5 separate regions of the Mus musculus genome follow, and all the other regions are linked to region 2. Evidence: chromatin contacts called from public HiChIP or PLAC-seq and promoter capture Hi-C data. All regions are on one chromosome and are shown on one strand. Each heading gives the region's core, a stretch centred on a gene start, on an enhancer-like site or on the middle of the called end of the contact. The rest is flanking DNA. Distances are from core to core; before and after follow the strand shown.

Region 1 (4,199 bases), core at 1,521-4,020, 410 kb before region 2:
ACCTTTGAGTTCCTGTAGAATCATAAAACAAGTTATTTTCCTGTTCCAAGAAGGAAGAACCAGGGCAGTTACAATCACATCAAAGTAAAACCAAATCTAATAGTGATGTAGTAGTGTGTAGCATATAGAACTCAGTCACTCACGATCCTTTAGGCTCCACGGGGCTTGGACAATCCCACTTCTCTGCCACCTCTGCCATACACAGCTTGTATGGTAGGCTCAGACTGGCTTCCCTCTACACCTGCTCATCCCCTCTGGTCCTGGCATCTCCCATATGCTGGGGTCTGTATTGCACCTGAGGCTGCACATTTACTGGTCTCTCTACAGGGACTCCAGCCACGCCACCTGAGGTCAAGTCTTGGCTTCCTTCCATGGCCCTTTCAGTCCCTGGGGATTCCATTACTCCCAAGGCTATGCCTTCACCAATGGCTGCTTGCTCCTAGCTTCTCACAGCTGTTCTTTATAACCCTTTATTCTGTAGCTTTCATGCAGCCAAAACCAGTTAACATTCGGGGGATTCTTACACACTACCAAGTGTGGCCGGCAGGTTGAGCCTCAGCCCTGGCGTCTTCTGCAGCTCGGCCTCTGTGCGCTGCTGACTCTGAGGAAATCCTCCCAGATTGTTACATCTCAAACCATGCTGGTTTCTTCTTAGTCGAAACTGATTCTTCCATCCCAGCTTACCAGAAACCATAGATCCTGAATTCAAATAGATCATATTCTACTGAGAGCCTTTAAGTGACTCTCAGATTTCCCTCAGAAACGTCCCAAGCCAGATCCCCACCGGTTTGCTCAAAGCATTCTTCTTTTCAAAAAATTTTAAAAAGATTTTTATTTATTCTATGTAAGTACACTGTAGCTGTCTTCAGACACTCAAGAGAGGGCGTCAGATCTCATTACGGATGGTTGTGAGCCATCATGTGGTTGCTGGGATTTGAACTCAGGACCCACAGAAGAGCAGCCGGTGCTCCTAACCGCTGAGCCATCTCTCTAGCCCTTGCTCAGCATTCTTATCTTCCAAGCTCCTACAAAACATCTCATTAAATTCTGAGCACTCACTCGATGGCTTTTCCTGCCCAAAGTTCCAAATGCCACCATAATCTCCTCAAAACGGCAGAAAAAAAAAATGTCAATACAACATCCCTCACCTGGTACCCATTTCTGTCCTACTTTGCTTTGCTGTTGTGATAAAATACAAACCAAAGCAACCAGGGGAAGAAAAGGCTAATTTGACTCCCAGATCATGTTCCATGGTCCAGGGAAGCCGGAGCAAGAACTCAAGGCAGGAACTGAAGCAGCAGCCACTGGGAAACCGGAAGGCCACTTACTGGCTTGCTTCCCCTGGTTTGCCCACAGTGGGTGGGCTCTCCCACATCGATCAAGCACTCAAGGAAATGTTCCACAGACATGGCCACAGGTCAATTTGATGGAAACAATTCAAGTCATCTAGGTTTGTGTCAAGTTGACAAAAACTAACCAGCTCAGAGACTATTCCCTCCGTCTCTTCTGAGCCAGGCTGAAGCCAGCCAGGGATTTCTGCTTGGTGACAAGTCCACAATATTGCCTTACGTGACCTGTGGCCCCTGGAAGGCAAAGCAGTGTGTTCCCAAATGTGCAGAAAGGGCCTTGCAGCACACTCAGATGTCTTCTTGAGCCAGCTGTGCTGCCTTACCTAAACCTTTCTGGACCCGGGGTTTTCCTTTTTAAAAAACCTCAGTAAGACGGTGATCTGAGACAGAAATGCTTTCCAGACATAGCTTTGCCCACCCTCGTGGTTCTGCGTTTCCGGCTGGCCGCTGGGGTATCGCAGAGATGACTCTTGGGGAGGCGGTACTCAGAGGAGCTGGTCTGCATTTCTTCCTCGCCACTGGGGTGCCCGCTGGGGTGCCGGGCTGCTCAGAGCAGGCACACACCCTGCCTCCAAAGGAACCCTAGTCCCAGCTGCTGACTGATCAGAATCCCTCCCCCATCCTGGGCCTGACCCTCTACAGAATGCAGCACCAGTGTCTCCGAGCCCAGAGCGGACGCCCAGCCGACCAGCCCCCAGACAAAGGCCCCATGATGCAGAGGACAAGCCAGAGTCTGTGTGCCAACCAAATTCAACTTCAAGTAGGCATGCAGGATGAAGGGGGGCTGACGAAGAGGAAAGAGGTGAGAGAGAGAAAGATGGGAGGACGAGGTTTCCCCTTTATCAGGACTGGTCTGGCAAGACCAAGGGTTTGGCTCCCAGTGGGCGCTGGCTCTGTGACTACATCAGTCATCCCCTCCACGGTGGGTCGGCATATGTCTGGGGCTATGGGAGGGAGATTCTCCTCGGTAGGTAGAGACGCTAGATTCGCCTCTCCCAGTGGCTTTGGTCCCTGGTGATTTCGGTTGCAGAGACTTCCTCCTATGGCCGGCTGCTGATCCCAAGGTTTTCATGGCTCAACCTCTCCAAGTCTCCCCAAGCCTTCAGCAGGGATGGGCATGACTGAAGCACCCGCTAGTGCTGCAGGCCACACACCCCCCAAATCGGCACACTCACAGCTGTCTGGAAAACACTTGGTAGCTGTGCACACATCAGAAACTGTTCTCATCTCTGGACCCTCTCCAGACCCAACTGCAAGGGGAGCATGGATCGGGCTGACTTGCCTCAGCCTGCCAAAGTGCAGGCCACATGGCTCTGTCTTCAGCCACTCAGCTGAATCCCGAGGCAGCCTTCTCCTCTGCTTGGGTGCAGAAACGGGGCGACACACTTCCCACATCTGAAAGACAAGCCTGTCGGGCCGAGGAGGGAGGGGCCTGACTCCCTAAGGTTGGGTTCCTCTCAGACTTCTCCCAGGAACACAGGCTTGTGCTAGGGGCATTGAGAGCTTCCTCAGCCTACCACCCCTCCCCCACTTTGCCTCCAGCCTTTCTCCAGCTTGTGCTCTGCAGCCATTTCTTGTCACTGCTGAACAATAAGCCTTGCAGGCAGCTGGCAGCTTGGCCCTGCCTGGGAGGCGGGGGAAGTCTGTAGCACTATGGGGCTGAGACAGCCAGACTGCTGCAGAGAGGGTTCCCAGCTCCAGGGACAATGTCACCATGTGCTGTCTGATCCTGTCGTGCACAGGACAAGCCATCCCAGATGCCTCCAAGGGTGGCACCTTAGGGCCTTCAAGAGTTTTTTTCAAATCCTTTTGGTCTGCAGTCCAAGACCAGCCCTCCCACTGTGATAACAAACAAGGAGAGGCCAGATAGCCAGCCTCATCTTGCTCCCAATAAGTTACTAACCTCAAGTCACATTGCCAAAGTAAGGGAGTCTGAGAACACCCAGAGTGCTCAGTCACAGAAAGTTCTCCCTACTGGCTAACTGCTGGTCCTACTGGCTGCTCCTCTCCATACCTTAAGGTAGTGATGTAGGTATGTCAGGAGGGGCACACCTCCCCCCAACCCATCCCAGACCCGGGGAAGAGTTTTCAGGTCTCCAAACTATAGGCAAGATATGCTGTGCTAAAAAGACTGGAGAGAAACTATAGCCTCAGCAACTCAGGTGGCCAAGACAGAAGCACTTACATGCAGGTGTTTGAGACCAGCTGGGATAACAACCGGTTTCCATACACACAAAACCAAACTTATTTAGGGCTGGAGAGAAAGAGAGGAGCAGGCTTGGGGTTGGTGACAAAGGGTCTTCTAATGAGCCAAGCTGAATGCTACTCCTCTGAAGCCATAATCAGGCTCCTTAGAGCAGAAGACCAGACCCCTCATAGGCCTAGAGCTTTCTGAAGATATCCCCCTCCTATGTGGCTTGGCTGTTAACCCTGTTCCCTCCTCTCCAGCACTCTGGTACACTGGGGCTCCCTGGACACCCAAGCCAATTAATCTCTTTAGGGGTAAACGTCCACCTTACTGAAAGCCTGTCTGCCTTGTTTGCGCCAACACTATCTTAAGGATTGTGTGGGTTGCAGTATCACTTTGGCAATGTGTCTCTGTAAAGGGCCAAATGGCAACTCCTTTGAACTAAGAGTCAGTACAACTGTACCTGCTCAGCTGTACTATGGAGTCAGACATCAGCCCTAGGGACGCATACCTAAGTAAGCACGGCCATTGTCTGGGGCCACTCTACTGCTTATTAACACTGGCAGTGTATAGTTTGTGGGGGTGTGACGTGACGACGTCTGGAGAAGACGAAATCCCAGGGTTCCTGTTCTTCAGAACTGTAGTGTTGCAAAGAAAACCTG
Region 2 (3,793 bases), core at 631-3,130:
CACCACCACTGGAGTTATCAAAAAACAGCAACTATCAAAACAACGCCATCTCCTCAGTCTGCAGGAGGTGCCCCACAGAAGCTGGTACCACTTTTCCCATCTCAGCTTACCGTGAAATAACCATCACAGGAGCTGTTCACAATGGCAACACCTCGTCCAGCCTCCCCAAGCAGCTGGGCAGTGATGGAGCCTCAGCCAAAGCAGCCTGTGGCTGGGAAGGTCCTCCCATCCCAACCCATAGGCCCGATGCAAGGAAAAGGGGTGGGGAAAAAAAACCCACCAATCCCTGAGCTTCAAACAAAAACATAGTAATCCCTGAGCACAAGAATCCACCAATCCCTGAGCTCCCCAAGCTCAGGACTTGAAATCCTACCAATCCTCATCCTGGAAATCTCTGTCCTGAAAAGCCCCACCCACTAAGAAACCCTATATAAGCCCTGCTCTTTGTTCAATTCCCTGCTCTCTGCTCCTGGAGCGGAGGTGGCCACCCCTGGATTCATCCCTCCACATTTTGGACCCTCCAATAAATATCTTTTATGAGCTTTGCTGCCTGGTGGTACTCTCTCATCAGAAGCCAAGAAGCAATGAAGAGAAGGAAAGAACAGGAGTGGGGCTGAGCTGGGGATACCCTCCCCCTGGGAGCTGCAACACCTCAGTTAGGAGGCTTCCTCTTAGAGCAGTGTGGTTCCTGGGCTTCTGTGTTTCAGGACGCCCTTCCAACTGAGCAAGAACACTTAGAGAAGGCCGCTGGGCCAAAGTCAAAGAAGAGTACAGAACACATCTGGTTGAGACCATCCAGGTGCTCAATCGCATTACCATATTTACTGCTAAATGACTTCATACGTCCTTTATTTATTTTTTCCTTTAAACAAGTAACTGGATACACGCTGGTAAATGCTACCTACCTATTTGACACATTTCGGTTCTGAATTCCTTTTTAACTTTTTCCTTCTGGGTTGAAGAGAGAATTCAAGGCCTTGCATATAACAATACACTTTTACTTTAAAACACCCAGTATGGGGAAGACTGGGACAAAATCAGGAGTTCAAATTCAGCCTGGGATACGATGAAATTTACACTCACTCTCTCTCTCTCTCTCTCTCTCTCTCTCTCTCTCTCTCTCTCTCTCTCTCCACACACACACACACACACACACACACACACACACACACACACAAAACAAAGCCAAATAAAAAGCTGGGCATGATAGGGTTTGCCTGTACTCCCTGCACTGGGGAAGCCGAGGCAGAAGGAGCACTATGGCCAGGCAGGCCAGCCTGGCAGTTAAGTTTGTGGTCTTAGGTTGGATTAAGTCTCTGTCGTGTTAAGATCAGTCCAGCTCCTTCTCTAAACTTCACAGGCCCAGAACACTGTGGAAGTCCCTTCTCCCACTACTGGTGAGACAGGCTGGGCCTCCTGAGCCTCAGAGTCTCAGGACGGTGGCGAGGGGCCGGGGGTGGGGGGAGGGAGGGAGCTCGACCCACACCTGGTCCCCTCGCCCAACTTCTGCCCGATGCCCAGATTCGGACATGCCCTGGGGGTTCCACACAACGCAAAAGGGGAGCACCAAGCCTGGAACCACCCTCCCAGCCGCGGAGAGCACGTCGACCCAAACACCGCAAGCCTTCGATCCGCGGAGAGCGCGCCTTGCTATCCGCGTGGGCCTGCGTGGACGCCAGGACCGCGAACACCCAGCTGGCACGCGCGTCCGGACAGCGGAGAAAGAAGCTCCGGCCACCCATAGGCCAGGGTCCTGCAGGGGGCGGGTTCCCATGGCAGATACGAGCTGTGGATTGGTGAAGCATCCGAACGGAGAGTTTGGATTGGTTGCTTCATGGGGCGTCCTCCGCGGAGAAGCGGCAAGGGCGGAGGGCGTGGCGGGCGCCTGGCCCTCCCTCCCCAGGAGTGCGGGCGCCCGCGGGAGGCCCCGTCGTCGCCGCCTGGGACCCTGGCCCAGCTACGCGGGTCGCTCGGGACGTGCGGCGGTGTGGAGTGAGGTAAAAAGGCTGTGGCCGGCTCGAGTGTCGCGGCGCCAAGACTCGAGTCGGGGCATTCCCCTCGTGCCCGGGGCTCCGCGTGGGGGACCCTGGGGGAGGCCCGCGGCCTGGAGGGCACAAAGGCTGGCCGCGATGGGGGCGCCTCGCGCGTTCGCCTCCATCTTGCGGACCGTGCCGGGTGGAGGCGAGCGGAGGGGCAGGCTGTGGAGGGCCAGCGCGGCCTGCAGAGCGCGTGGGGCCGCACCTCTGGCAGCCCCATGCAGCTGTGCGCGCGTCGACCTTGGTCGCGGAGAACCGGCGGGTCACAGCCACAGCCGCTCGCGTCTGGACGGCTGCTGCTTCCATGGCCCAGTGAACGCATCCGGAGGAGGAAAGCAAAGCGGCGCACTTTTTATCTCTAAGATCTACCCTTGTCATCTGTCACCTGTTAGCCAGTCTCAGCAGCCCGGGAGCACATGCCCCAAACTTAGTAATTTTATAATTACCATGTTTTATTCAATTAAAAATTAAAAAAATAATAATAAAAGCTAAAAACTCCCAGTGCCCGAGCAGAGTAGACCTTACTGGGAATTGATGGGGTCCGAGACAAGGAAAGAGGTAGTCTGGTATACAGCTTGCGACACTTTTTGCTTTGGGCTTGGTTCAAATACAAGCCACTACTCACCTAGTTCTCTCCAGCGGACTGGGTTAAATTCTGGATCACTTAGGAACAGTGGGTGTAAGGGAACCCAGCTTCACATCATCACAGAAGCTTTTAAAAACTTTTTCCCTACCCCCACAACTGAAAAACATACCCTTCTCTGGGCAGCCCATATGGGCCTGGGTTGGCAATGAAGTGGTTTCCCCGCCCCCTAACAGGATGAAAGGTCTGTAAGGGAAGGAAACCAAAAGAAAACAAGAACAAGTGAAGCCCAACGTTGAGGGAACCGGAACTTTTAAAAGCCTTTAAGTTGTTGGATTATTTTTACAGGTTAAGGAAGCAGCTGGGCTCTCTGAATCAATTCAGACTTTAGTCCCTTTCATACTACTAATTCAGGATAAATTCACGTGTGCCTTAGTTCTCTCATCTATAAAGTGGAATTTAGGCCCCAGCACGACAGGACAAAAAAACATGGCTAGGAAGAGTAATAGTGCCAATTCCAAGGTTTATAAAATACCTAAGATAAGAAGAAATACTTAGACCTACCAGAGCACTCGGGAGAGAGAGGCAGGTGGATCTCTGAGACTGAGCTATATAAACACAGAGACCTGTCTTAAGATGCCCCACCCACCCACCCACCCAGGTACCACTACCAAATATCTGTATAACTCTTGCTTCTTCTGGTGTCTGTCTTTCTGTCTTGAGGCCATCCCTCAAACCTTTTGTGATTGCTGCTCTGACCCCAGAGAGTATTCTTAGATTTATGCTTTTAAAGTCCTTACCCTGTTGTGGCAGGAAGAGGCTCTGAAAATATGTACCAGGCCTTGGGCCACCACTGCCCACCCCTCTGTCAGGGCAGTACCACTACACCACCACTATCCACCCACATGACCACAAAGTTGAAATTTCTTAAAAATTTTAATTTTTTGAACATTTCATATAGGGGCTGGAGAGCTCGCTTAGCAGTTATGTGCACTGGCTGCCGTTCTAGAGGACCCAGGCTCAGTTCCCAACACCAACCTGGCCTCTACAACTTCAGTCCCAGGGGACCCACCCCTCTTCTGACTTCTGTAGGTACAACATACATGTACACAAAAATAAAACCTCAAAGCTAATTCTAAAGAGGAAGTTTTCATATGTGTATGCAGTGTGTGTC
Region 3 (4,303 bases), core at 1,151-3,650, 350 kb before region 2:
TCTAGCTAAGGGTTTATCTATCTTGTTGATTTTCTCAAAGAACCAACTCCTCGTTTGGTTAATTCTTTGAATAGTTCTTCTTGTTTCCACTTGGTTGATTTCACCCCTGAGTTTGATTATTTCCTGCCGTCTACTCCTCTTGGGTGAATTTGCTTCCTTTTTTTCTAGAGCTTTTAGATGTGTTGTCAAGCTGCTAGTATGTGCTCTCTCCCGTTTCTTCATGGAGGCACTCAGAGCTATGAGTTTCCCTCTTAGAAATGCTTTCATTGTGTCCCAAAGGTTTGGGTACGTTGTGGCTTCATTTTCATTAAACTCTAAAAAGTCTTTAATTTCTTTCTTTATTCCTTCCTTGACCAAGGTATCATTGAGAAGAGTGTTGTTCAGTTTCCACGTGAGTGTTGGCTTTCTGTTATTTTTTTTGTTATTGAAGATCAGCCTTAGTGCATGGTGATCTGATAGGATACATGGGACAATTTCAATATTTTTGAATCTGTTGAGGCCTGTTTTGTGACCTATTATGTGGTCAATTTTGGAGAAGGTACCATGAGGTGCTGAGAAGAAGGTATATCCTTTTGTTTTAGGATAAAATGTTCTGTAGATATCTGTCAGATCCATTTGTTTCATCACTTCTGTTAGTTTCAGTGTGTCCCTGTTTAGTTTCTGTTTCCATGATCTGTCCATTGGTGAAAGTGGTGTGTTGAAGTCTCCCACTATTATTGTGTGAGGTGCAATGTGTGCTTTGAGCTTTATTAAAGTTTCTTTAATGAATGTGGCTGCCCTTGTATTTGGCGCATAGATATTCAGAATTGAGAGTTCCTCTTGGAGGATTTTACCTTTGATGAGAACAAAGTGCCCCTCCTTGTCTTTTTTGATGACTTTGGGTTGGAAGTCAATCTTATCAGATATTAGGATGGCTACTCCAGCTTGTTTCTTCAGTCCATTTGCTTGGAAAATTGTTTTCCAGCCTTTTATTCTGAGGTAGTGTCTATCTTTTTCTCTGAGATGTGTCTCCTGTAAACAGCAAAATGTTGGGTCTTGTTTGTGTAGCCAGTTTGTTAGTCTATGTCTTTTTATTGGGGAGTTGAGACCATTGATGTTAAGAGATATTAAGGAAAAGTAATTGTTGCTTCCTGTTATTTTTGTTGTTAAAGTTGGCATTCTGTTCTTGTGGCTGTCTTCTTTTAGGTTTGTTGAGGGATTACCTTCTTGTTTTTTCTAGGGCATTGTTCCCGTTCTTGTATTGGTTTTTTTCTGTTATTACCCTTTGAAGGGCTGGATTCGTGGAGAGATAATGTGAGAATTTGGTTTTGGAGTACTACTCAGCTATTAAAAAGAATGAATTTATGAAATTCCTAGCCAAATGGATGGACCTGGAGGGCATCATCCTGAGTGAGGTAACACATTCACAAAGGAACTCACACAATATGTACTCACTGATAAGTGGATATTAGCCCAAAACCTAGGATACCCAAGATATAAGTTACAATTTCCTAAAGACATGAAACTCAAGAAAAATGAAGACTGAAGTGTGGACACTATGCCCCTCCTTAGAAGTGGGAACAAATCACCCTTGGAAGGAGTTACAGAGACAAAGTTTGGAGCTGAGATTAAAGGGTGGACCATGTAGAGACTGCCTTATCCAGGGATCCACCCCATAATCAGCATCCAAACGCTGACACCATTGCATACACTAGCAAGATTTTATCGAAAGGACCCAGATGTAGCTGTCTCTTGTGAGACTATGCCGGGGCCTAGCAAACACAGAAGTGGATGCCCACAGTCAGCTAATGGATGGATCACAGGGCTCCCAATGGAGGAGCTAGAGAAAGTACCCAAGGAGCTAAAGGGATCTGCAACCCTATAGGTGGATCAACATTATGAACTAACCAGTACCCCGGAGCTCTTGACTCTAGCTGCATATGTATCAAAAGATGGCCTAGTCGGCCATCACTGGAAAGAGAGGCCCATTGGACACACAAACTTTATATGCCCCAGAACAGGGGAACGCCAGGGCCAAAAAGGGGGAGTGGGCAGGTAGGGGAGTGGGGGTGGGTGGGTATGGGGGACTTTTGGTATAGCATTGGAAATGTAAATGAGCTAAATACCTAATAAAAAATGGAAAAAAAAAAAAAAAAAAAAAAGACTGTCAAATTTAGAGACAGCTCTAAATAGAACGTCTGTATCAACCCCCTGTAAGGCACGGGGACATCCTGAAAGCGGAGGCAGAAAGAACAGAGGAGCTAGAGATGGAAAGTGTTGCCTTCTGAACGTAACACCATCGCCTGCACAAGACACGCAGAAGAGCATGCCAACAAGATTAGCCACTATCTAGCAGGCTGCGTTAGCCGGACTCCGTGGTCTGCCTCACCCTCAACCCCACCCCAAAGAACAAGAACAGACATGAAGGTGAGAAGGTGACACGTCGGGAGGAGAGTGGAGGGGAGTGAGGGGAGAAAGTGAAGTAGATATGACTAAGAGTGTATCCGTGATCTTAAAAAGAAAATGCCTTTGCTTATACCTACAGTTTGTATATTAGCAACGGGTCTTTGAAAGTTGCTCAAATAATTAATTTTTTTTAATCCTTTGAACCAAGGATTTCATTTCAAAGTAATAGTCTATATTATACAATCATATACATTTCATACTCTCTTCAATCAAACAATGTTACTGTATTTTGATTAAGAAGAGTATGAAATCTGTGAGATTTACAAAATGCTATAATATTCATGAGCAGTATAAACAAAAACAGCCAGTCTCCTTGCAATTCCTACCTCCAAACTCTCATACACACAGAGTGACCAGTGCTCGCTCGCTCGCTTGCTTGTATGTTCTCTCTCTCTGTCTCTCTCGGTGTGTCTGTGTGTGAGAGAGAAGCATTTGTAAATAATTCCATTGAGAAAGAATTTGTATACTGTACAATCCATCCATGACTCATCCAACTCGCAGGTTTTCACATTGGCAGGGTTGAAATCTTTGCACTTGGTGTTTAGACAGGATGTAATAGGAAGAAACCAAAGTGGGGGCAGTGGGGACGGGTGTGTGTGTGTGTGTGTCTGTGTGCACACTCGAGTGTATGTGTGTTACAGAAATGCCTACCCTTTTCAGAAGTAAAAATCGGTACCTTCCAACATTAACCTGTGCAGTTTCTTTCCAAATGACTGCCCTTCAGCCCTGCACCTTCCTCAGGCCATGGAAAGAAGAACCTCTACGGCACAGACTCCCATGGAGCCTCTGTGCCATGTGCAAAGTGCTGGACGGGAAACAGGCGTGCTCAGACGGTGGCCATCAGGGCCCCCGTCAGTGGAAACTTTTGCCAGGGCCTATTCTGGGCTCCTGCTTTGGAATTTCCTGCCACTACCCTGAGGAAGCGGTGAGACCCTGTTGTGGTTTAGCTGATCCAGTGGACAAATGTTTGTCGATACCAGCCATATTCCAATTATTCTGCTAAGTGCAGAAAGCGTAAGTGCAGCTTACAGCACACAGCGCACGTGCCATCAGCTCCACCGTGCAGGCAGGTCACTGGCAATGCAAATGTACGGGCCACAGAAGGGACAGGAGACACAAGCTGTCTCTAGGAAAGGAACAGCTTTGTCGTGTAAGGGACAATTCCTACCACATTCACCCCCACATTCCAACACCAGCACAGGCTGAGCTTCCCCACCCTCCTCTTAGGCAATGTGACCGAGTAAGAGTAAACCTTTGTCTGTCTCCATAGAATTACTAAACTACAACAAAAACATGTTCTACATCATTTAGCTGCAAGGTGCAAGGGTGATGGTCACTCTCTGTGGACTCCAATAACATGAATTCCTTAGTTCAACATTAGTGCTAAAGTTAATCTCACTATTTATGGCCCAGGATGAAGAAAGGTATTTTACTAGAAATTTTTACAGATTTCACAAAATTCATTTGAACAATGCCATCAGTCAAATAAGCCTTGACCAAAAAAAAAAAAAAAAAAAAAAAAAAAAGCTCCCCCCACCCCCACAAGATGATTAGTACTTTGAAGAAAAATCCAAGACTAGTGCAGCAAGGTAGAGGTGGCAGGGGTGGGAAGGGTGAGACACATAATAAGAATGACCTGAGAAATGTGAAAATTCATTACACAAAACCAAGAAGCACGGAACTTCCACCAGTATGAATGGCTCCAAAGGGAGCAGCCAAATTGGAAGTTATGGCACCTTTCTTAAAAGATTTGTTTTTCTCATTTTTATTTATGTGTATCTGTGCATGAGTGTGTGCTAGTGCCCAAGGTAGCCAGAGGCATCAGGTCCCCCTGGACCCTTCCAGAGCTGCCACCCAA
Region 4 (4,077 bases), core at 630-3,129, 370 kb before region 2:
TACAAGATACAATTCGCAAAACACATGAAACTCAAGAAGAACGAAGACCAAAGTGTGGACAGTTTGCCCCTTCTTAGAATTGGGAACAAAACACCCATGGAAGGAGTTACAGAGACAAAGTTTGGAGCTGAGAAAAAAGGATGGACTATCCAGAGACTGCCCCACCCGGGGATCCATCCCATAATCAGCCTCCAAACACTGACACCATTGCATACACTAGCAAGATTTTGCTGAAAGGACCCTGATATAGCTGTCTCTTGTGAGGCTATGCCTAGCAAACACAGAAGTGGATGCTCACAGTCAGCTATTGGATGGAACACAGGGCCCCCAATGGAGAAGCTAGAGAAAGTACCCAAGGAGCTAAAGGGGTCTGCAACCCTATAGGTGGAACAACAATATGAACTAACCAGTATCCCCAGAGCTCATGTCTGTAGCTGCATATGTAGCAGAAGATGGCCTAGTCGGCCATCAGTGGAAAGAGAGGCCCATTGGTCTTGCAAACATTATATGCCTCAGTACAGGGGAACACCAGGGCCAAGAAGTAGGAGTGGGTGGGTAGGGGAGTGGGGGTGGGTATGGGGGACTTTTGGGATAACATTGGAAATGAAATGAAGAAAATACCTAATTTTAAAAAAAGGAAAAATAACAAAACCAAATAAATGTGTTACAATTTAAAAATTCTAAATTTATTGTTTCAGAATAAACAGGTAAACAATACATTTTCTTCTCTTTTTTCTTTATGAATCCCATGATGCAGAACTTATAAGGAGATTTTTATCTACAGTCTCCAATGTATGTTAAAAATAAAAACTGGACATGGGGACAGAGAGAAGCCCTGGGGTTCAGAGCACTTGTTGCTGTCATGGAAGGGCCAGGTTCAGTTCCCAGCATACATGTTATGGCCCACAATTATCTTTTAACTCCAGTTCCAGGGGGTCTGATGCTCTCTTCTGACCTCCAAAGGTACCAGGCACATATGTGTGCACAGACATACATGCAGGCAAACACTCATACACATAAAAATAAAATAATGAACACTGGACATACATATAGTAAACACTCATCTCCCATGATTTTGTAGTAATGTATCCCTCTCATTAATTTTGAGGTATTACCCTACATTAAAAGTATAATTATATTATATTATACTTTTAATACACCGAGCAGGAAGCACGTTATCATGTGTCTGTAATCTGAGTGGCTGATTATAGATACAAAGGTGCCAAGTTCAAGGTCTGGGTTACACAGTGAGACCCTGATTCAAACTAGATAAACACAAAGCTCAACTGCAATGTTAAAGCAACCTGCAGTCCTTAAGGAGAAGGATGTCTGACAGGGCTTATAGTTGTGCTTGGGCATATTTCTTGATTGCTACGTAATGTCTACCATTCCAGAAAGATCATAAGCTTTCTCTTAAAATAGGAAGGTCATTTGGCTATCTTCTCAAAACTCCAAAGAATTTATTTCTTTGGAATGTATTTATTCTTTTATCTCCTTATTTATTTTATTTTGTTGCTCTGGAGTTGGACCAAGGGCCATACAAAACTAGGCAAGCATTTTAACGCTGTGTTATATCTCTGTCATCTACTATCTTTTACATTTTAGTACGGAGACAGTCTTGCTAAGTTGTCCAGGCTGGCCTAAAATTTGCTATCCTCCTGCCTCAGACTCTAAGAGTGGCAGAGATTACAGATATCTGCCACTAGATTCAATGTGTTGTTAAATGGAAGCTAGCTCACCCATGCCCCCACTGCCACACACCCAGTATCTTTCCCAGAGAATTCAGGTAACTACTATCAGCCTCGCTCCACCTCTGAGCACACTGATACCTGCTCTTGATGTCTGTACATCGGAGTGTGTATAGTGTGACTCATTTTCAAAGAGACTGTCTTGAAACAAGCCTATGTTTTAAGTACACACTTCTCTGCAAGCTAGCAGGCATTCTGAAGCTAGGTGGTTCTAAATAAAGAACTCTAGTCAACAACAGGAAATAACTCCCACAGAATACAAACTCTCACCAGCTCTTGCACACAGTTCACAACAGCCTTTTGTTTGCCCCACAGCACGCCTGAGGTCTCTCCTCAGAGCTTGCTCAGACCTTACAGAGCCATGAAGCATTTCTCATTCTCTTGCTTGTGTCCTTGCCTTTTCCCCTCTGAGGGAGTGAACTTACAGAAATTTCTGTGAGACAGAAGAACCAGAAAGAAAACAAGGCAATATTCTATTGTAATGTTGCGCTGTCTTAAACACTTCTCATTTTTTTTTCTTTTGGCTTAAAAATTTGCTTTTCACCAGGAATGATGTTATACGCTTTCTGCTGGCTAATTTTATCTCAACTTGACACAGCTAGAGTCATCTGAGAGGAGGGAACCTCAATTGAGAAAATGCCTAAGATAGGCTGCACACATGCCCTTAGGGTGTTAATTAGTGATTTATAGGAGAGGGCCCAGCCCACTGTGGGTGGTACCATCTCTGGGCTATAGTGGTCCTGGGTTCTATAAGAAAGAAGGCTGAATAAGCCATGAGGAGCAGACCTGTAAGCAGTACCTGTCCGTGGCTTCTGCATCAGCTCCTGCCTCCAGGTTCCTGTCCTGGCTTCCTCCAATGATGGACTATGATGGAGAAGTGGAAGCCAAATAAACACTTTCCTCCCCAACCTGCCTTTTGGTCACAATGTTTCACTGCAGCAATAGAAACCATAACTAAGACAGGCTTGTGATCTTAGTGCCTGGGAAGTTGAGGCAGGAGGATCATAAATTCAGGACCAGCTAGGCCTATACAGTGAGAGAAAGTGTCTCAAAACCAACAAACAATAAAACACCTGTTTCCCATCCAATGTATATGACACTACACACTTGTTCGCGCTCATGCGCGCACACACACATTCATACACATAGACATATTCGTTCACACACACACATTTTAAAGGAATGTGCTCACCTGAAGTGTTTGTCACTTAATAAAGATGCAGTGTTTATCAGCCCATAAAAAATCTAGCTTGATGGATTATCAACATTTTATCCTTGACATTTCAACAAAGCAACGCAACCAGAAGACACATTAATATTCTTTTCAAGATGCCCATCTTGAGTCTTAAGGGAAAGAGGAAAATCTCAAGACTTCAAGCCAGTCCTTTTCTTTCTCCTTTTCTACCGGAATCAGCTGTGATGCTTGCTCCACAACACAGGCACTCCCTCCTGACAGGAAGCTGACTGCAGGATGGCATTTCTTAAGTCCCTTCAATGCTCAGTGTCACCCTCTTCTAGCAGTCAACAAACCACAGACTCAGTGGGCTCTGCCCTTAAGACAAGAGGAATTTTCTCCCACATGATGGCTGAACCATGCTGGGCACAAGTAGTTCCTCCTATCTTTACCCTTCACAGTCTCGCTCGGTCTCCTACTCCAAATCAACCGCACTGGCCAACCCAGAACAGGGTCCAGGTGTCTCGTAAACGCCATGACGCGGTGGCGGCAGTGGTGGCAGCAGCGGCAGCGGCCACTGCCTACCTCCTGCCAGCTCTTGTGTTGAGCCACCATCTCCCTGCTCTCTCTGCTCTGTCCATCCGTACTTTCCTGTTTCCTCCCCTCCAGACTTGTCAGAGTCCTGCAGCTCTAGACTTTTCCCTCCAGGCTGCCGCTCAAACTCACTTGTCATACTGGACAAGTGCTCTACCATGACCTATCTCCAGTACCTAGAATGAAAACAAAACAAAAAACGCCTTCCAATAACCTCTGGCTACAGTCTGGGGGCAGAGGAATGTGTGCACCGGGAGTGGGGGTCAGCCGCAGGGGTGGTGGGTTAGGGTGGTGGGTTAGGATACCCACACGTAAGGAAAACTCTCATAGGCAACCTCGCTCACTCTTGGGGCACCTATATACTAATGATTTCTCTCCCACCTTAGGTTTTTTTTTCTTTTTTAATATAGGCAGACACCCTAGTCCAAATCAGGGCCATTCCTGAACTATGTTTGTTAACCTGCCATAATTATTAATAGCATCCTGTTTCAATCTCCAAAGAGTGATCCTTGGAACAGTAACTGTGTAATTGGCCTGTTTATACTCCCTTTCACATCAGAT
Region 5 (4,066 bases), core at 208-2,707, 350 kb after region 2:
CATGGTCTTTTCTTTCTTTCTTTCTTTTTTTAAGAATTATTTATTTATTATATGTAAGTACACTGTAGCTGTCTTCAGACACTCCAGAAGAGGGAGTCAGATCTTGTTACTGATGGTTGCTGGGGATTGAACTCAGGACCTCTCGAAGAGCAGTCAGTGCTCTTAACCTCTGAGCCATCTCTCCAGCCCCTTGACTCAAACTGGCTATGTGGCTGAGAGTGCCCTCAGCCTTCGGTTTCGACTGCCTTCCCTCCCCCCATTCTGGGGGAGGAGGCTGGGATTATAGTCTGTACCACCAGCTCAGTCTTACAGGATACGGATGCTTGAATGCACAGCTCTCTATCATGTTAGGAAAGCACACTGCTGACCTAGCTAATCCCTAGGTCTTTCCTTATGTTCTTAATGGTTGCTTCTTGCCTCCTAATGTTTCTGGAAGGGACTTGACTGACTTCTTGGGCAAAAGCTTCTGTTAGTTTCTACCATAGTGGGAGCAGGAAGTGGTGTGTTGTTCCTTAAGTTAAACATAACAAATCAGAGTAAGAGAGGAACACCTGAGACTGCAACAACCCCTATGGTTCTTGTGTTCTCTAGGCATTCCAGCGCAAGCACCTACGTTGTGGCACCAATGTCTGCAGTGCAGCCATCTCACAGGAGATCCTGCAGCCGCCTTTGCATCCGTACTTACTCTCTAGTCCACACTCCATCAGCTTCATGTTCCTTCATTTCCTGCTTAACGCTAATCCTGCTATCGCCAGGAAAATCCCATTCCAGGTTTTCAATGTTTCAAGCCATCCCCCTCTAACCACTCCCTCTGTGTCAGGGTCTCCTCTCTCCTCTTGTATTTAAGGCTGTCCTCAAACTCACTATGTAGCCCCAGACTGGCCTTGAACACAGTCCTCCTGTCTTGCTTTCTCAAGTGGCATGTGCCACTTTCCCACCCCCACCCCACTTCATTTCTTTTTTCTATCTTCAACTTTTTCCTTTATCACACACCGTTCACTGCTGGCCATCAAATTTGTTTCATCCTAAAAAGCAATTCCGTACTTGCCTATGTATTTCCCTCTAAATTCCGCATACGGGGCTGTCCGTGGGAAACTAAAAGAGGAGAAAGGACTCCTATAGAATAGTGGTTTCTGAGCAATAAAGCTAACTGAGAAAGGGGATGTGGAGGTTTTGGCAATGACTCTGGGTAAAGAGCTTGCTCTGCACGCATGAAGACCTGAGTTCAAATCTCTAATGCCCACAATAAAAGCTGGGCCAGGCAGCATGTGTTGCCATCCTAGCACTATTGGATCAGAGGCAGGCAGATCCCTGACGCTTACTGGCCAGCCAGCCCACCCAAATCAGTGAGCCCCAGATTCAGCAAGAGACTCTGCCTCAAAAACTAAGGCAGATGGGCTGGAGAGAGAGCTCAGTGGGAAAGAGCGCCTGCTGTGCAGAGTTTGGATCCTAACACCCGTGGGAAAAGCAGGGCATGGCTATAAGTGACTGTCATCCAGTTCCATGGGGGAGAGAGACAGGAGGAGCATTGCGGCAGGCCAGCAACCTATCCAGGTTCAGTGACAAACTTGTCTCTAGAAGGTAAGCCTGAAAGGGAGGGTACCCACCATCCTTCTCTGGCTCCTAATACCTCTCCTCTCCTTCCCTCCCTCCCTTATTTGCTCTTTCTCTCCTTCTCCACTGCCCCAACCCCCTGCAAGACACAGACTCACACAACAAACTTCCTATTTTTCTCTCCCCACATAGCTACACACACACACACACACACACACACACACACACACACACTGAAGGATATCAGATAGCAATGTGACGTGAATCAGGTAAACACGTAGGCGAGGATGGAATAATGAATGAAGAAAGGAGATTTAGTAAGTGAGTTGAGGACGTTTATTGGTCCATGTATAAAGTGAATAAAATGAATAGCGGCTGCCCATGTTATTGAGTAACGACATAAACTGCAGTTAAAAACACAAGAGAGGTTAGGTTTGGTTGGGAGCAGTTCTAGACCAGCCTGGGCTGTTGAGTGAAACCACATCTCAAACAAAGCAAACAAACAAACTCCACAAACCTCAGAACAAGTTTCCCTTTACCCCCTTGTCACCCCACTTGGTCCTCCTCAGCCACTGGGCAGATTGTCTATGGATTGGTGATGAGAGTTGATGGCAGATTAAGACAGACAGACAGACAGACAGACACACACACACACACACACACACACACACACACACACACACACACACAGGTAAAGCTGCCTGGAATATCCCTCTATACAGGGTGGGCCCGGGGATGGGAGAGCTTTGGAGCATGGCTTGCTGCCAGTCTTGAGGACTCTCGGCTTAAGAAGGTCCTAGACTCCCCTTCCTTTTCCTCTGGTGCAACACTGCTCGTGAAAATGCACTTCTCACATCTACTTTCCCTGAGTTTCTCTACACTGAAGTCTTCTCATTCAGTGTAGAGTTGTGCTCCTGACACTCGAAGCAAAGCAGATGGTTTTCCCTCCCCATAAGCAGGCAGCCATCTGGTGAGGGGGCATTTGGCTCAGGCTTGGGGAAGGAAGCAAGCCACCCAAGAATTCTACCTTATGCTCAAAATGCCATCATCCGTGATCATAACTAATGTTTATTGAGCACTTACTATGTGCCAGGCCCTGTTCTAAGTGCATCACATGTATCACAGTAATTCACTCACCATGAGACATAAGACTATTAATAGCAAAACCGTTAGGGACGGGAGAAACTAGGCACTGAAAGGTTAATTACTGGCTTAGGATATAGTTCAGTGGTAGAGCATGTGCCTATCTCACAGGAGACTTTGAGTTCAAGTCATAGCACAAGGAGAGAGACATGCACAGACAGAAACAGAAACAGAGAGAAACACACGAGAGAGAGAGAGAGAGAGAGAGAGAGAGAGAGAGAACCTGAATGATTGCATGATTGCTTTGTTGAGTTTAAGCAGAGGCAGGATGACTGCTGGTATTTCAGAGCCATCCTGGTCTACATAGTCTCAAGCAGCCAGTACTACATAGTAAGACCCTGCTTCAGAACATCAAACCAAAGGAAACAAACAAAGAGGTTAAATTACTTTCTCTCTGTGTTAAGTAGGGGTGAAAGCAGGGTCTGAACTCAGGCACCCTTGCTCTGAGGCTCAGAACGAGACTCACAACATGTAAGTTCCTGGTATTTAGACACAGCCCCGAGGATCTCTCTGTGTCTCTACCTCTCTCTCTGCTCTCTTTTTCACTCTGTGTTTGCTCACACATAGCCACCTATGCTATCTACATTGAGCAGCTGATAGGAAAATCTATTTGAGTCATTCACAGTTGTCTTAGTTAGGGTTTTACTGCTGAGAACAGACACCATGATCAAGGCAACTATTATAAGGACAACATTTAATTGGGGCTGGCTTACAGGTTCAGAGGTTCAGTCCATTATCATCAAGGCGAGAGCATGGCAGCATGCAGGCAGGTATGGTGCAGGAGGAGCTGAGAGTTCTATATCTTTATCTGAAGTCTGCTAGCAGAATACTGGTTTTCAGGCAGCTAGGATGAGGGTCTCAAAGCCCATACCCACAGTGACATACCTACTTCAACAGGGCCACACCTTCTAATAGTGCCACTCCCTGGGCAGAGCATATACAAACCATCACAACAGTGCTATGTAAATGAGACCCTTGGGTGACTTCCTGCACACCTGACAGCAGGTCATCCAGACTTGGGAAGTCTGACATTGAGGAAGAAGCATTTCCTGCATGGACTTATCATTCACTGGGCATGAATTAGAGCCTGACTTGTGCTATCTTATATTACTTTATTTGCTTTTCATAGACATAAACTCTCTCATAAATAAAAATGCCCATTTTGGGCTGGAGAGATGGCTCAGTGGGTAAGAGCACTGACTGCTCTTCTGAAGGTCCTGAGTTCAAATCCCAGCAACCACATGGTGGCTCACAATCATCCATAGTGAGATATGACACTCTCTTCTGGTGTGTCTAAAGACAACTACAGTGTACTTACATATAATAATAAATAAAAAATCTTTTAAAAAATGCCCATTTTACAGATGAA

Evidence for each region. Promoter capture Hi-C pulls out the DNA fragments that hold promoters and counts their contacts. HiChIP or PLAC-seq counts read pairs in DNA pulled down with a chosen protein or histone mark.
Region 1: an H3K27ac HiChIP or PLAC-seq map of embryonic stem cells shows a contact between it and region 2, with 6 times the contacts expected there. The contact joins the enhancer-like site here to the promoter of Cep68 in region 2. A contact is called at or near these places in 10 of 39 promoter capture datasets (the C10 cell line, HPC-7-derived erythroid cells, cranial neural crest and 6 more), 4 of 484 Hi-C or Micro-C datasets (bone marrow-derived macrophages and embryonic stem cells), 21 of 115 datasets of contacts at active chromatin or transcription factors (the NIH/3T3 cell line, astrocytes, bone marrow-derived macrophages and 11 more) and 1 of 9 other capture datasets (embryonic stem cells).
Region 3: an HNF4G HiChIP or PLAC-seq map of pancreatic cancer cells shows a contact between it and region 2. The contact joins the enhancer-like site here to the promoter of Cep68 in region 2. A contact is called at or near these places in 4 of 39 promoter capture datasets (embryonic stem cells, liver, stem cell-derived epiblast-like cells and 1 more) and 2 of 115 datasets of contacts at active chromatin or transcription factors (embryonic stem cells and pancreatic cancer cells).
Region 4: an H3K27ac HiChIP or PLAC-seq map of double positive thymocytes shows a contact between it and region 2, with 2.1 times the contacts expected there. The contact joins the enhancer-like site here to the promoter of Cep68 in region 2. A contact is called at or near these places in 5 of 39 promoter capture datasets (the C10 cell line, embryonic stem cells, liver and 1 more), 1 of 484 Hi-C or Micro-C datasets (CD4 T cells) and 2 of 115 datasets of contacts at active chromatin or transcription factors (astrocytes and double positive thymocytes).
Region 5: a promoter capture Hi-C map of hippocampal neurons shows a contact between it and region 2, with 2.3 times the contacts expected there. The contact joins the enhancer-like site here to the promoter of Cep68 in region 2. A contact is called at or near these places in 4 of 39 promoter capture datasets (the C10 cell line, cranial neural crest, embryonic stem cells and 1 more), 5 of 484 Hi-C or Micro-C datasets (CD8 T cells, the N1E-115 cell line, cerebellum and 2 more) and 1 of 115 datasets of contacts at active chromatin or transcription factors (pancreatic cancer cells).

The regions. Positions count from the first base shown.
Region 1 is chr11:20,654,657-20,658,855 of GRCm38.p6, reverse strand. No RefSeq gene overlaps it. Among named protein-coding and RNA genes, the nearest start is that of Sertad2, 25 kb to the right of the region's middle. Within about 2 kb of position 2,770, at least 174 of the 459 cell types and tissues checked have an H3K27ac peak or open chromatin away from gene starts, as enhancers often do. A contact at or near this core is called in astrocytes, bone marrow-derived macrophages, craniofacial prominence and 7 more, where this site is marked.
Region 2 is chr11:20,247,511-20,251,303 of GRCm38.p6, reverse strand. Cep68 (centrosomal protein 68) reads left to right here and starts at 1,880. Exons shown (of 7, transcript NM_172260.3): 1 at 1,880-1,997.
Region 3 is chr11:20,593,683-20,597,985 of GRCm38.p6, reverse strand. It overlaps a transcript of Sertad2 not described here. Among named protein-coding and RNA genes, the nearest start is that of Sertad2, 36 kb to the left of the region's middle. Within about 2 kb of position 2,400, at least 35 of the 459 cell types and tissues checked have an H3K27ac peak or open chromatin away from gene starts, as enhancers often do. A contact at or near this core is called in pancreatic cancer cells, where this site is marked.
Region 4 is chr11:20,614,198-20,618,274 of GRCm38.p6, reverse strand. It overlaps a transcript of Sertad2 not described here. Among named protein-coding and RNA genes, the nearest start is that of Sertad2, 16 kb to the left of the region's middle. Within about 2 kb of position 1,879, at least 71 of the 459 cell types and tissues checked have an H3K27ac peak or open chromatin away from gene starts, as enhancers often do. A contact at or near this core is called in astrocytes and double positive thymocytes, where this site is marked.
Region 5 is chr11:19,898,297-19,902,362 of GRCm38.p6, reverse strand. No RefSeq gene overlaps it. Among named protein-coding and RNA genes, the nearest start is that of Spred2, 24 kb to the left of the region's middle. Within about 2 kb of position 1,457, at least 8 of the 459 cell types and tissues checked have an H3K27ac peak or open chromatin away from gene starts, as enhancers often do. A contact at or near this core is called in cerebellum and hippocampal neurons, where this site is marked.